Regions from separate parts of the Gossypium hirsutum genome. Here region 2 is linked to region 1. Evidence: chromatin contacts called from public Hi-C data. All regions are on one chromosome and are shown on one strand. The core of a region is the stretch at or near the end of the contact, and the rest is flanking DNA. Distances in the headings are between cores, read along the strand shown. Region 1 holds the start of LOC107886540 (60S ribosomal protein L27a-3). Region 2 holds the start of LOC107886538 (protein DETOXIFICATION 29).

Region 1 (5,003 bases), core at 1,871-4,370:
TTGCCTAAATCAAATGGGAAGGAAACCATTTTAGTGGTCGTAGATCATCTTTCCAAATATGCTCATTTTTTTTCACTGCCAAAGAAGTTTGATAGCAAAACAGTAGCGAGGGTATTGGTCTAATGAGTGATGAAATTGCATGGAATCCCTAAATCCTTGGTTAGTGATCGGGATAGAATGTTCACCAGTGAAATTAGGTAAGGAGCTATGCATGAGTTCGACATACCACATCCAAACTGATGGACAAACTGAAGCCTTAAACAGATGCTTAGATATGTACTTAAGGTGTATGACAGATGAAGATCCAAGAAATGGGAGCAATACCTATCTTGGGCAAAATACTGGTACAACACATCATATCAAAGTTTAGTAGGCATGACGCCATTGAAGGCTTTGTATGGCCGAGACCCATCCCTCATGATAGATTATTTAAAAGGTGCTCCAAGAAATGAACGGGTTAACCGTGCTCTCCAGGAGTGAGATGAGTTACTTCGCGTGCTAAAGAAAGATCTGATGCAAGCTCAGAACAGAATGAAGAATTAGGCAGATCAACAACGAAGGGAATTAAAGTTGGAAGTGGGAAGTTGGGCTTTTGTAAACCTACAACCGTATCGGCAATTATCTCTTTGGTTGAGAAGGCAACAAAAATCAGTCTATGTTTTTTTGGACCATATCAAGTGGAAAAAAAGGTGAGAGCAGTAGCGTATAAATTGAAACTTCCAGAATCCGCTCGACTCCATCCTGTCTTTCACATTTCACAACTTAAACCTCACCGGGGTCAACCAATATAACAGGTCACACCATTACCCTTGCTACTCAACCATGCTGGCCATCAAGAAGTCCATTCGAACCTTGAGAACAAGGTTCCAATTGAAGAGGGGGGTGATGTCATGATGCAAGATCCTACTGACCATGTCGACACTGAATCTCTTAAGCAGGAGGCGAAGCAGCAGGAGAATGCTCAGTTGGAGAATAAGGCACATACACACCCGCGCAGAGGAGTGAGAGAAAGGAGGGCGCCAAAAAACTTAACGGATTTTGTCTGCTACTGAATTGGTTATAAGACTTACTATTTAATATTTCGGTTGTAAGCAAAAACGGCATGAAAAACCAAAAACTGATTTTATTTTCCTGAATCTATTTTCTCCTTTCTTCCAATTTTCATTGTTTATGCTACTGAGTTCTTAACAAAAGGTGTGTTTCCCGAGAACCAACCGGTCGTGGTTAAGGCTAAGTTGGTGTCCAAGACTGCTGAGTAGAAGATTAAGGAGGCTAGTGGTGCGGTTGTGCTCACCGCTTAGGTTAGATCTTTTGATTTTAGATCTGAATGGCATCTCTGTTATATTATTATCTTAGACTTATTTTGAAATTAAATTTTGCATTAACATTCGTAATTTTGGCTCAACTATAGATATTATATGTGATAAGTTTTGAGATATGTAGTTCATCTAGTTGTGTTTTGTTGCATACCATAGATTTTGGTAGACATGGACTTAAGTTGAATACTTATAGCCCCGAGTGCAATGGCTTGTTGTACGTGATGTATGCCATTAAGGTTTTCCTGCATAGTTTGAAGCGATTCAAAACTTTGGCATGGAAATTTATGATGATGAATCTTATGGGGGACTAGCGATAGCTTTCTTTTGTGTTGGTGAATTTTGGAATAAATTTTAGTCGATGCAGTCTCTTGGTACTCACAAGTTACTTGAGTTCAACTCGAAAAAACTTCAAACTTGCTTTGGTAATTATCGAGTCGAGCTCTCCTCGAGCCAACTTTGAGCGTAGTAATACTTGACTCAAACTCGCAAGCCTTATTGAGCTTTTTATAATTTTATATTATTAAATTACGTTATTATCCTTAATATGTATTATTAACCTTAAACTTAATTATTGAGTTGAGCTTGAGCTCGAGTTCAGAAATTAGTAAACGAGCTTAATCAAGCTCGATTATATCTTGAGCCGAGCTTAAGCTTGGCAGTATTCAGGCTTGGCTCGGTTCGATTATGCCCGTAGTTGAGCCATTAATCCCCAATTTCCATGCTGAAACCCATCTTATTAATAGGTGTTGCAGACCAAAATGAAAGTACGAAAAGCATATGTCTTAGCTGCCCTGCTTCATTGACATTAGCAATTTACTAATCTGGGAATGGTGTGTTATATGTGGTGCCATTGCTTAATGTGGTCGTACGTGTTCAAGAAGTTATGGTAAAGTTCATGGATGTAGAAGGGAAAGAAATAGACATTTATTATGGAACCATAAATTGGTAATTCACTTGGTGACCATCTTATTTTGTAATTGGTATTTTGAGATCTAAACTATGTAGGTTAAAATTATTTTGAAGACGATACTTTGATCGAGTTTTCTTTATTTTCTAGTACTATTACCGTCTACCCGTAAGCATGAGAAATGCATTAAGTGAGTGAGGCATAAGGTTAATTTCTTGCTTGGTACCACAGTGATTTAAGTGTTGATTTGAGGCGAAGCTGAAACAATACATACAGCAGTGAGTGAAGAATAAGATGACTATAAAACAATAACCAAAATTTCCCACTGCAACCACAGTTGTAACTTTGAAATAAAACTGTTGCCAAGAAGGGAAGCAAGGCTGTAGCTTTGAGGTTCAGCAAAGAGAGGGCTTTCATTTTCCTGCTCTTAAATGTACCCCGGAAGTGAGCGTGTTGAAATCCACATGGCTAACGCAACGACGTGTTCGGTTGATTGTCATGGTTCAACTAGCTAAGCTTTTCCGGTATCGCGAGGCAATTTGTAGGCTGCAACGCTACCTTAAAAACTGTGGTTGTTTGTTACAACCCTTTCAACAAAAGCAAATGAAACATGATTTACTGGACTTTATCACTAATATTATATTAGTTTACTTAAATTAGTAGTGAACACATTAGCCGAGCAAATGTGAAACTAACCTTAAGGCCCAACCCCAATCAAAATATATCCTATGCTAAATTTATCTATATATTTTCCCAAATATGAAAATAACCTCCTATCAGCAAATTTATAAAAAAAAAAAATCACAATTCTAGGATCCAAATGAACCTTTAAGCCCAACGTGATAAGGGCCAACCCCTGTTTAGATCCATCAAATCACAAAGCCCTAAAAGGCAAAACCCCATTGTCCACCACACAATAAAAACTGACAAAACCCTATTTTCATTTTTCTCGTCTATAAGCCGCGCTTCAGAAGTCCCGTTCAATCCAAGTATCTAACAATGTCAACCCGTTTCAAGAAGAATCGTAAGAAGCGCGGCCACGTGAGCGCCGGTCATGGCCGTATCGGCAAGCACCGCAAGCACCCGGGGGGTCGAGGAAACGCCGGAGGTATGCACCACCACCGGATCCTCTTCGACAAGTATCACCCTGGGTATTTCGGGAAAGTGGGTATGAGGTACTTCCACAAACTCTGCAACAAGTTTTACTGCCCCATCGTCAACATCGACAAGCTTTGGTCTCTCGTTCCACAAGACGTGAAGGCAAAGGCCAACAAGGATTCGGCGCCGATGATCGACGTGACCCAGTTCGGGTACTTTAAGGTCTTGGGAAAAGGTGTGCTGCCCCAGAATCAACCGATGGTGGTTAAGGCTAAGTTAGTATCTAAGACTGCTGAGAAGAAGATTAAGGAGGCTGGTGGGGCGGTTGTTCTCACTGCCTAGGTTAGGGTTTTTGCTTTTGGATCTCTTATATTATCATCTAGGACTTAATTTTTTAAATGAGATTTTACCATAACATTCTTAATTTTGCTTCAACAATATATGGTATGGTGTTTATTTACTTGTGTTTTGCTTTGTTGCATTTGCTTGATTTAAGTTAAGATGCGGAAATTCTTGATACTTTACTGAGATTATTATTAGCTTTTCGTGCTATCTCTATCGTCAGACCATTGCACATTCTGTATCAATCCATTCATTCCCAAATTGGCTTAACCTTCCAATGCACTGCCATTCTTTTGTTGTCAACAATGTTTTTCATAATTTCGTCTCTAGATTTTATGATACATGAGGTAATTCCTCCTTCGATAGAGTAGTGTTGGAAAATCTCCATCAAGAGTGGTCCCTTTGCTAATCAATGCTGGAAAAAAGATATTGAAATTAAGATTATTATCAAGTGCTTATGTCTGGATTGGAGTAAGCCTTTGGCTCAGTGATTTAAATTCGCAATTATTGTAATTCACGTTCATCATTTTGGTCATTGTCCTTTACAGATGACAATTCGCGATTGCATACCAATTTAAACTTTAAAGGACTAATTATTAATCAAAATTGAACATTTTATTATTTTTTGGGCTTGCGTTCCGACCCAACACCGTCCTAAGTTGTCCCCTCCAGGTCGACTCAGCCGCTGCTTCCCCACTCTGCTCAACCGTTTGCATCATAAAGAAACGAAGTAGAATGATGGTTGCTCAACAAATAAGTATAAACATCTATTCTTCTTTTGTCTCTGAAAATTTTGAAAGGCAGACTATCGATGCAACAGCTAATTTTTGAACCCTCCACTAAAATAAAACAAAAGTGTTGATTAAGCAGAGAAAAAGCACATATACACATGAGAACTTTTGTACCAAATGTGGCTTCGTTTGAATCTGATCGTTAAATTCACAGGTGGTTTATGCCTGTAAACATCGGCCTCACCTTTCTGGTTGGAATAATTCTTGGGTGGATCGTGGTTAAGATACTGAAACCAAAACCCTATCTGGAGGGTCTTATCATTGCTACATGTTCATCTGGTAAGGTTGACGCACACACCTTTAGTTTTGTTAAAGCCCCCTTCAAGTAACTATGTATTTAAAAATAAATTCTTGTTGAATTAGGGAACTTTTGAAATCTTCTCCTGCAATCTGTAATGGGGATGGAAGCTCGTTTGGGGATAGTAATGTTTGCAGCACAGTTGCATCTTTTTCAATGGCGGTAATGTGATATCATATTTCAAGCTTATTTTTTATGTACAATAAGCGTTGGGTTGCAGGAATTAGTTGTTTACTCATTACAAAGTA
Region 2 (4,728 bases), core at 1,556-4,055, 250 kb after region 1:
TTAATATTAATATAATTAAAAAATAACGTGATAATAAATTTAAATTTAATAAAATAATTTTAATTTGTATTTAAATTTTAAGATCTAAAAAAATTTAAAAATAAAAGTATATAAACAAAATTTTAATTTTATTAAAAGAACACTGGTTTTTTTTACCTAAATTAATAAAAAAATTAATGACACATGTTATAGATTACTTATGAGAATAATATATTTTCTACAATAAAATTGGATACCACCAATATGTGTCAGATGAGGACCAACTATAAAAAAACAACATGTTAATAAAAATAAATAGATCCCAAAATAGATGTATAAAATTCAAAATTATACCATATTCACTCCAAATTAAAGAAAAAAAGAACTATAAGTATGGAAATTTTTTAATTTATTTTTATTAAGATATTATTTTTATAACTGCGGCCTATCCAATTTCACTGTAAAAAACATATAATACTCCTAAATAATCTAAAATATGTCCATTTTCTTAATTAATACTTTTTTATTATTTAAATAAAAAACCCAAGAGTACACTCATATTTTAATAACAATAAAACCGACAAGCTTGTACTGAACTGCTGATATAGAAATTTAAAGCTGTACATACTTTACTGATATAGAAAATTGAAGTGTAGGAAACTTGTTTCCTTTTTTTTAGGTCATAAAGTCCAATAAGGATTTTTTACCCCCTTAATTTAAAATAAATAATTAAATATTAAAATGATTACCCTACAAATTAATTATCAAAATGAATTGTTTATTACAATATTTTTTTATGTCAGCCTGACTGATTAATATTATTTTAGTTCAAGTCCCACAAATAATATTATTTTATCAATAAATAATAAAATGTTATATGTAAGAATTAAACTTAGAATTATCAAATTAAACATCACTCACTCTACCGCGTAAGCTAAAACAATTATTTTTATATATAATAATTACAATCACTAATTATATTATAATTCGATATAATTAATATGTTAAGCGATATTAAAAAATATCGTGATAAATAATTTATTTTGATAATTAATTTATAAAGATTGCTAGGTTAAAAAAAGGGTGAAATGAGAAATGATATTGTTTCTATCTTGTCATGTCTTGTATTGGAACTTCATATAAAATATTTCAAAGAAAAATGAATGAACGGTAGGTATTCAACTGAAATCTTTAAAAAAATAATTCTAAAAAGCCCAAAATTTAAAATTATTTTTTTTTCAATGTATTTGTTTCAAAGTATATTTTAAAAAAATTATATCAATTTTGAAACGTAACTTTCGGTATAAATATAAAATAAATAAATGTAAACAGATGTGAAATAAATAACAATATCAATAATTTATGAGAATTAAATAAAAAGTTAAAATTTATATAAATAATTACGTGAAATTAAAATTAAGCATTTAAAATAAGTTTTAGGTAAAGGGTTTAAACTCGTTCTTAAAAATGTTATAAAGCATTTCTCACACATAGAATCACGTTGAAATTGGAATAATAAATTTAGGGATTTATATTTTGAAAAAAAATAAAAAGACCTAATTCATTTTTAAAAATGATTTTTAGTTTTTTTCTGCCTAGGGGACTTACCAGAGCATTACTGCTGAAGCTAAAGACAATCTAACAAAACCCCACAGATGTTGAAATGCCTTCCAAGAGAAGCCGGTCCAAGTCCGATCACAAGCGCCGCTAATTATGTACAAAAACTGAGCCACAACTATGAAAATCCACGACATATTTAAAACAACGGCTGCACCCGCTAGGCCCCATCCCAGCTTTAGCATCAAGAGCCAGCTTAATACAGTGTGCAGAACCAACACCACTCCTGCTATCACCGCCATCACCATGATCTTGCTCTGCGCCTGTAAGAACTTCGCCATCGGAAAGTTGAACGCGTAAGCAAACAGTTGAGGCAACATCCACATTGCGAACATTCCGGCCGCCTTCGATATGCTTTCTGTTTGGCCTATTACCCTCAAAAATTTTGACGCGAATATGTATAACAAGCTTAACATCAAAGCCGTTGAGTTGAGGATGACCCATGATCTTTGCATGTACGCCCCTAACATACCAACCTGCCCTGCTCCAAATGCTTGGCCGCATAAAGTTTCGAGTGCACTTCCCATCCCAAGCTATTCAAGTTTTAATCAAGTATTCTGCGATTACTGTTATTTGTAACTAAGCTAACAAAACTAAAACTAAAACTATTAACGAAGGAAATTTAATTTACAGATTTACCATGACGCCGAAGGAGAAACCGGCGATGAATGAATTCTCCACGGAGAAGGCGGCAAGAGCTAGAGTGCCAACTTGGCCGGAAAAGACTTGAGTGATAGCGCCGAGGGAGTATCGGCAAAGAGATGTGAAGATGGCGGGGCCAGCAAGGAACCAGAGCTTCTTGGACTCTATCAGGTATTCTCTGAAGAAGTCACGGACGCCGTTGATCGGTGGGATGTCATCGATGCCGGCCGTGAAGGTGGTGTTTGATAGTCTAGAAAGTAACTGCTCCTGGTGGTGGCTGTCCTCGCCGACTAGCCGAGGGGAAAGAAGCGGTTGCTCAGCATCCTCCATAGCCATATGAGAGCACAAAGAGCAATCGGCCAAGATAGATGTAGATAATATTTTTGGATAGAAGAATGATTTGTTTGGAGATTTTAAGTGTATAAATTTATATTCGAATTTTAAAATAAAATTCAATCCGGGAAATTTATGTAAATATGTTGAAAAAAAAACATTTCAGAAATTACACTATCTTTTAAAAAAATTACCGAATTTTATGAATTTTATCCATAATTTTTCCTACCATCAAATGTTTTGGTTTTTTGCTACATATGACTTAATTTCGGTCTAACATTCCTTTGGTATAAAATGATTTTGCAAAGCATGACCAACTCCTTAATATAATGTTTTTTTTTTTCTCAAGGGCGAAATCAGAGTTAATATTTTACGCTTTTTCTCGCCCAACCTTTTTGACCATTATTTTAATATTTTAAATATTTATATTGTTATTTTAAAATTGTTTGGATACATTATAATTAGATTAAAGGATTTTTTTTTTACTTGGATAATATAAAAATAATCTTTAAATAGTATTCCATCTCTATTATTTACCAAAATATATGGATTGAATATTATTTAGGGATGGAGGGTTTGAAGGTGGCGGCTCCACCATTATTTTGCTAGCAATCATAACTCATCATTAAGAATATAATTTGTGTTAAAAAATATAATTAAATGATGGAGGGAGTGGGACAGGCAACACATGTATCTAGTTTACACCGGTTAAAATACAGGTTGAGGAAAAATCATTTTTAAAGGCCGGAGAAAGGAACATGAAAGGCAACACCAATGGAGGCATAGTTTATTTTGCTAGCAATCATAACCCTATCATTAAGTATATAATTTGTGTTAAAAAATATATTTAAATGATGGAAGAAGTAGAAGAGGCGACACTTGTATGTAGTTTATACCGGTTATAATATGGGTTAAGAAAAATTAATTTTTAAAGTATGGAGGAGGTAACCTGACAGGCAACACTAGTGGAGGCATCGTGTTAGGCGACACCTTTCTACGACAAAAGTGACCACACACTCAAGGGGTCTGATGACTTAAATGGGTTGATTTAAGACACGGGTGAAAAAAATGAATTTTAAAAGAGGGGCCATGGTCCTCTCAGCTGTAAAAAAAAAATAAAAAATAAAAAAAATTGTAAGAGAAGCTAACAGTTTATGAGAAGAGAAGAATGGGAAGATGTAGCACAGAAGAGAAGAAAAGTTTTGAAAGGTTAAGTTTTATTATTGTAATTTTTTTTTGTTTAGGGCTTTAAAGGGAGGAATATATTGTTATGTGGTTTTAATATTTATTATATGTTTGATTTAGGGATTAGTGTGAAAGGAGGCAACAATAAATTTTTTGAAAGGTAATTTTTTTTAATTATAATTTATTTGTTTAATATTTTTTAATATTTATTATTCATTTGAATTTGTTGTTTTGGAAGGAAATGAGGCAACAACAAATATTATTTTGAAGGTATATTTTTGTTTTGTAGTTATTATTTATTTGGGGTGATTTACTTAAAAATGCTCATCTCCAAGTATATTTATGAAAATAGGCTAATTTCCACATTATTTATCGGAAATGGCCGGTTTTAGCAAAATGCGTCCATGTAGGAGCGTTTTAGGGGGAAAATGCCAGCAAATCGCACCCTTGGGGTAACATATTGCCATGTCAGTATAAAACGCACTGACGTGGACCCGCTTTCCTGACCTGGTGGGACCGAATGTTTAAAACATGGCCAGGTTTTTACAAATCCCTCGATTCCACAAAACATTGTCAGAATTAGAGGAAATTTGTGTTAAAAATTACATTTTGAGGTATGATTAACAAATGGATATTGAAGATGAAAACAAGACTTTTAAAAACCAAAATAAAAGAAATCTATTATGTTATATAAATTTAAAAGTAATTAAACATTTGAAATAAAAAAAAATTCTATGTCATCTGTCACATGCTAGTTATACATTGTTTGTAATGTACTAAAAAAATGCTTACATGCATTGATAGCTATTGATGAAAGATTTATGAAATGATTTTACTTAATTTCTTGATAAAACACTTTATTTATAGATGTAAAAATAATTATATAAAATTTAAATCCGTAATTTAAAAATAAAATAATAGTTCAAGATCATTTAAAATTAGGATGTTGATAATAATTAATTTATTTAAATA

What was found. A called contact is a pair of places that touch in the nucleus more often than the background predicts.
Region 2: a contact with region 1 is called in a Hi-C map of fibers, with 5 times the contacts expected there. The contact joins the promoter of LOC107886538 here to the promoter of LOC107886540 in region 1. A contact is called at or near these places in 9 of 34 Hi-C or Micro-C datasets (callus, fibers, hypocotyl and 2 more).

What each region holds. Positions count from the first base shown.
Region 1 is chrA03:97,137,715-97,142,717 of Gossypium_hirsutum_v2.1, forward strand. LOC107886540 (60S ribosomal protein L27a-3) reads left to right here and starts at 3,121. Exons shown (of 1, transcript XM_016810533.2): 1 at 3,121-3,784. The coding sequence starts at 3,226. The coding sequence ends at 3,666.
Region 2 is chrA03:97,389,773-97,394,500 of Gossypium_hirsutum_v2.1, forward strand. LOC107886538 (protein DETOXIFICATION 29) reads right to left here and starts at 2,806. Exons shown (of 8, transcript XM_016810531.2): 1 at 2,236-2,806; 2 at 1,588-2,129. The coding sequence starts at 2,574. LOC107886539 (protein DETOXIFICATION 29) reads right to left here. Exons shown (of 8, transcript XM_041109192.1): 8 at 4,685-4,728.